Regions from separate parts of the Mus musculus genome. Here region 2 is linked to region 1. Evidence: chromatin contacts called from public promoter capture Hi-C data. All regions are on one chromosome and are shown on one strand. Each heading gives the region's core, a stretch centred on a gene start, on an enhancer-like site or on the middle of the called end of the contact. The rest is flanking DNA. Distances are from core to core; before and after follow the strand shown.

The links. Promoter capture Hi-C pulls out the DNA fragments that hold promoters and counts their contacts.
Region 2: a contact with region 1 is called in a promoter capture Hi-C map of the HPC-7 cell line. The contact joins the enhancer-like site here to the promoter of Aldh16a1 in region 1. A contact is called at or near these places in 16 of 39 promoter capture datasets (3T3-L1-derived adipocytes, the C10 cell line, the HPC-7 cell line and 11 more), 9 of 484 Hi-C or Micro-C datasets (B cells, CD8 T cells, Sertoli cells and 5 more), 17 of 115 datasets of contacts at active chromatin or transcription factors (the 230-238 cell line, the SCID.adh cell line, bone marrow-derived macrophages and 12 more) and 3 of 9 other capture datasets (adipose tissue, liver and pancreatic islet).

What each region holds. Positions count from the first base shown.
Region 1 is chr7:45,153,127-45,155,998 of GRCm38.p6, reverse strand. It overlaps Aldh16a1 (aldehyde dehydrogenase 16 family, member A1), which reads left to right and starts at 1,463. Exons shown (of 17, transcript NM_145954.2): 1 at 1,463-1,607. The coding sequence starts at 1,518. It overlaps Pih1d1 (PIH1 domain containing 1), which reads right to left and starts at 1,696. Exons shown (of 10, transcript NM_029406.4): 1 at 1,459-1,696.
Region 2 is chr7:45,387,813-45,390,716 of GRCm38.p6, reverse strand. The region is part of intron 4 of Snrnp70 (small nuclear ribonucleoprotein 70 (U1)); the gene reads left to right. Among named protein-coding and RNA genes, the nearest start is that of Snrnp70, 6.5 kb to the left of the region's middle. Within about 2 kb of position 1,581, at least 11 of the 459 cell types and tissues checked have an H3K27ac peak or open chromatin away from gene starts, as enhancers often do. A contact at or near this core is called in the HPC-7 cell line and bone marrow-derived macrophages, where this site is marked.

The sequences.
Region 1 (2,872 bases), core at 214-2,713:
CCTGAGAATGGTCTACAGTTCCATTACGATGAAGGCTCCGTTCTCAAGTCGGCTGGGTATCTTGATAGGTCCTGTTTGGCCAATGCATAAATGAAAGCCACACTTCCGGCGTCTGTATAACTAAGGAACTGAAGTAGCCACCGTTAAGCCCACCTCAGCGCCCTTCATCCAAAGCAGGCACCTACAGGGACCACTTGTATGAAAGAGCTGAAGCCACGCCCTCCTAGCCAACCAATCAAAAGTAAGGACTGAGGAGGCCTGCGAAATGACACACTTCCTGAATCAATAAAACCTACATATCTGCCCTTCCCAAACCTCAGAGGTTACAGTACAGAAAGGATTGCCACTCTGAGAACTTTAGTATCTCCTGCTCTTGTCTATCATGAGTTAGGCTCTGGGTCTGATCCCACTCAACACACACCCAGTCTCAATGCTATTAATCGCCCTTTTTTGAACATAATTAATGTTTTTGCTTATAAAGAAGTTATAGAGGCAGAGGAGGCTGGAGAGATAGTTAAACGGCAGAGTGCTGACTGCTCTTCCAGAAGAGGAGAGTTCGATTCCCAACACCCAGATTGCGACTAACAAAGCCCTGTAACTCCAGTTCTAGGGGGATCTGTCGCCTCCTCTTCTGGCCTCCTGGGGAACTGCATGTACATGATGCACAGACAAGCAGGCAAAATACTCATGCACATAACAATAATCTTTGTTTGCTTCTTTTAAAGAAAGAAAAGCATTTGGGGTGGAGAGAAGGCTCAGCAATTAAGAACACATGTTATTTTTGGAGATGTCTGGGGTTAAGCTCCAAACAGCCACAACTGTCATGAGGCTCTCTCCAGCCCAGCGGCTGCATCGCCCTCTTCTGGGCTCCACAGGCACTGCAGACACATAGTGCAAAGACATACCTCAGGGCTGGGCGTGGTGGCGCACGCCTTTAATCCCAGCACTCCGGAAGCAGAGGCAGGCGGATTTCTGAGTTCGAGGCCAGCCTGGTCTACAAAGTGAGTTCCAGGAGAGCCAGGGCTACACAGAGTACATACAAAGAAAGATAAATATTTTTTTAGCCAAGTGTGCTGGCACACGCCTCTAATACCAGCACTCGGGAGGCGGAGATAGGTGGGTCTGTGAGTTGAAGCCAGCCGGGTCTACATAGTTAGATCCAGGGCCTCCAGAGCTCACAGTGAGACTCTGTCTGAAAAACAAAATAAAACAAAACAACGAAAATCTATTTTTTCTAAAGAGTCAAAGTGACAATAGCCGAAGGCCTTCTGCCAGTGCGGGACCCCACCCACCCACCCAACCATGTCTGTTCTCCCCGAAACTACATTTCCCAGCATCCGCCCATAGGCCGCATCGCGCGGCTCTAAAGTAGGCGGGTCACGTCCTATATAGCTCGCTTCCGGGCCCTACGGTTGGCCCCGCCCCTTTGATTGGAGTGGGCGGTGCCGCCCTTCGGACCTCCAAGTTCCTCTAGGTAGACCGTCCAGCAATCCCTCGCGGAAGGCTCCGGGAGAGCGATGGCGGCTACGCGTGTACAGCCCAGTACCCGGGAGATTTTCACGACGCTGGAGTACGGACCGGTGCCGGAGAGCCACGCATGCGCACTGGTGAGGGCTTGCCCCGCGGCCGCTGCTGCCTCCGAGTCCTCTCGGCCGCTTGGGGCGCGCGGGCTCCCGTCATCCACTGCGGCCTTCTCGGAAGCCCCGCCCCTCTGAGCGCGTGATTTCCCCTACAGTGCGGAAGCCTGGGCTGGGCGGCTGGCGGTGGGCGGCGATGGTTGTCCTCGCGGTTTTCGTTTACGGTCCCGAACGCCGCCGTAGTGTTTCCCCAGGACCCTTCAGGAACGGGTGGTCACTAAATCCCCATACCTCTCGCGGTCCTCCTGAGTCTTCACCTTGCTAGATCGTGGTTCCTTGTGGCCCCCGGCACTTTGGAGGCTCGCGGGAACGTTTAGAACCTCAAGTTCGTTTAGAACCCCAAGTTCGTCCAAAACTTGCTATGACTGCTCCCCTTGTTTCAATATCCTTACGGTGCTCTGTGATCTCCTGCCCCTTCGAACGTCATCTGAGTTCTCTTGACCCTCCTAGCCCATCCTATTCTCATTCTCCCTCTCCCCCTCCCAAGTTTAGTGGATTTCTTTGGGAGATTTTCCTGTTTTCGTACTTCATTTATATTATTCCTTTAGAGCCTCCTGGCCCAAGGCTCCAGAACCCTCTTGCAGCCTCATCGGAATGTGGTAGGGTTCCTGGGATTTTCTTTAAAACCAAGGACCAATCAGAATGCCCAGGGTCCCAGAAATTCTTCCAGCATCCAAGCAGGTATTAGGAGGTTGTAGAGTCTTTAGACTCTTAAGAGGAGTCACCACACTACAAAAGGACTCCAGCTTTGGAGGGACAGCATAAAACACTCTATAAAGTTTAGAGTGTTGATCCCAAAGATACAAGGAGAAAGATCACTGACCCGAAATCATCACGGCCAAAGTAATTTAAGCAAGTAATTAATTAAGCTAGCTTTTTTTTGAGGACACAAGCTGCCTCCCCAATAAGCTTTGGTTCTAGAAGTCAGTCCTGGATGTGAGAAAGACAAGGTTTTTATATATAGTTTGTGGATAGGGGGATTTGGCCACCAAAATAGTTGAGGTTACAGGAGCAGAACATACACATTATAATAACCTTCTGTAGTAAAGACATTATTGCAAGGTGTTCCTAAAATGGTAGCCATAACAACCTTTTGAAACAAAGGTAGGGTTGCAAAACAATTATAATATCTTTTTAAGGGCTGGTGAGATGGCTCAGTAGGTAAGAGCACCCGACTGCTCTTCCAAAGGTCCAGAGTTCAAATCCCAGCAACCACATGGTGGCTCACAACCATC
Region 2 (2,904 bases), core at 332-2,831, 230 kb before region 1:
CTATTGTCTGTAGCCTTGTTGAATCATTCTTTTCTAAACTGTATTTTAGAACTTAGAGATTTTCTCAAGAGTACTTAGTGCACACGATAAGATAATGCACGAAGCTCTAGCTCTTGTACTGTACTGAGTCTGTGTGTTTTCTCAGATATCTCATACTCCCATATTCAAACCATCAAAGCACCTCTCCTAATTTCTATGGGATTTTGTCTTCCCTAAGACATGGCTTTTCAGATGTGCAAGGTGTTTCCATATGTTGTTACTCAGTTTGTCTTTTGCACCTGAGCTAGGGTTCTCTAAAGGAACAGCACTGATAGAAATGGTGTGTGTGTCTGTGTCTGTCTGTCTTACAGGCTGTGGTCTGGCTAGTCAAACAATGACTTTTTTCAACAGGAAGGCTAAGAATTTGTTAATTGTAAAGTCTATGTTGGAATCCTGAAGAAGTAGGCTCTAATACCAGTGAAAGAATGCCTCAGCATCAGGGTGGATACGCCTGGCAGGAGACTCGGGGTGGGCAGGCAGGCAGGTAGAAAGCTTCCTTCATTCATGGTTTTGTGAAGGTTGCCAACAAAAAGTATGACCCAGATTTAAGTTGGGTTTTCTTACCTCAAATGATTAAATTCAGAAGTCCTCAAAGGCATGTCCGGCTTCTGGGTTTTAGTTGATTCCAGATTAATGAAAGTTGTCAACTAAGATTAGCCATCCCAATACCATTTATTTTTTCCGCCCAGCTTGTCACAAAGACTTGTCCCTGTTACTTGCTAAATGTCATAAAGCAAGAAGTTTCATGTCCAGGGCCCTCTTAGCTTAGACAGTGCTTTAGTATTGTGTCTGTCTTGTTCACTTGTCTCCCCAGCCCAAATTTTCTTAAGGAGCTTTCTAAAGACAAGTACTCATTTCTCCCTCCTACCCTCAGCATAATGCTAGTCTCGTTCTGCTGATCCAGGTGTGCCTTGCACCAGTTGAAGAAAGTGGGAGAAACCTTATCTTAAACAAAAAGGGGTAGCAGAAGGGGACTCATCAACCAAGCAAAACATTGAGTTTGATTGGATTGGAGTTTAAATGTGTGGTGTATTTAAGTATCATTCTGATAAAGCCCCAGTTGAGGGATTGTAGATGAAGTTAGAAATTAGTCATTAACGATGGTATTGTGGTTTCAATTTATTGAAATGTATTGAAGATCAACATAGCAAGCTCTGAGATGTGACTGAAATTCCCAAGTTAGATTGGGGAATGTAGAGATCAACCAAGTTAGGCCCCATGTTGGTAATTGAAGCAGGTTCATTGTACTGTCCAAAATAGAACAGAGGATGGATCACGTGCAGTAGGGTATCTGTCTGTGCTCACTGACTGTAGAAGCTTGCTGTCCCCTGTCAAAAGACCGCTTCTATTAAAGGAGAATCCCTTTGCTGAGCACTTGAAGTCCTTCATGTTATGAACTCCTGGTGACTTCTGTGTGCAGCAGGAATGATTATTCCTGTTTGCAAAATGAAAAACAAGTAGGCTTGCCTTGTCGAGTTGTAGAGTATCTTATAAAAAGGGGAAGTTTTGAGATTTCGTGCCAACTAACGGGAAGCCTAGTGAAGTTTTCTAGCTTTGAGGCTTCCTGTGTCTAGTTCTGTGTTAGGGTCCTGACAAGCGAGTCCTAAGTTCAACCTTGACACACATGCACACTTAGGCACTGACTGTAAAGAGAAAGGAAAAGGGGACCCTAGGATTGAACCCTGCCTCGGGACAGTTAGTGGGACAACTCCTGGGATGAGGTCGGCAATGTTGAGGGGCATCTCTTGAGTAGAGGTGCAGTTGAAAGTCTTAATGTCTTGAAGAGCTCTCTTCTGTCACTGTATTAACAGCCATGCCCTTATGATAGAAAGGACCACCATCATGGCTGATTCTTTGGATCTAGTTTGCCTGTTGGTAGTAAAGTCACAACTGATAACTGAAGAAACCTGCAAAATATCAATGCCTGTGATGTGTCCATATGATAAGCAATCTGTAACAAGGACCATTTGACTAGACTGCTTAAGTATAGGCATTGCTTTGGCTGCCAATGGGAGGCAGAAAAAATAGTCCTACTTTCTGGCTCAAAGACCCTAGGCATGCCTGATATTCTTCTAAATTGCTATGATCTTGAGAAAGGCCAAGATCTTTATTTTACTTTTTTAAAGATTTATTTATGTACACTAGAAGAGGGCATCTAGATTCCATTACAGGTGGTTGTGAACCACTATGTAGTTGCTGGGCATTGAACTCAGGACCTCTGGAAGAGCAGCTAACTGCTGAGCCATCTCTTTAGCTTCCCCTGTGTGCCCCTCCCCCCTTATTTTAAAATTTTCAGCATTGCATTCTGTAGTTCAGGCTGTCCTCAAAATCTTAGCATTCGCCTTTTTCCCACTTAAACTTTTTCTATCTCTTCTATGATCTCTTTTATTTGACACTTGCAGCTATATTCTAAGGATTAAATGAATGAGAGAGCCAGGACAGCTAATAAGATGGTCACAGAATGTGTAGCACTGGGGTATAGCTTCCAGTAACCCCACACCCCATTAGGATTGCTTAATAGATTCTTGGTCTTTTTCTGAAGACTTAATACTTGGTGTCCAAACGGAACAGGGTTTTGATAGTTCTCTGTACCAGTTGATCTTGGTCATTTGCTTTTAGCACTAGCCCAGGGTCCCTGCTTTAGACTATAGGGTATGGAAGAGAAAATGTATCCTTAACTGTCTTCCTTCCTTTTTGAGACAGGGTTTCACTATGTAGGCCAAGCTGAGTTCTGCCCCCTTAGTACATAGGCCATCACACCCCACCTATCCTAGACTCTGGTTCCTAGTCTGAGGTCTGAGACTGTTTGCTATCAGGCTTCTCCCTGTGCTTTGGTTTCAGTCAGTTTGCCACAAGCTAGCTCAA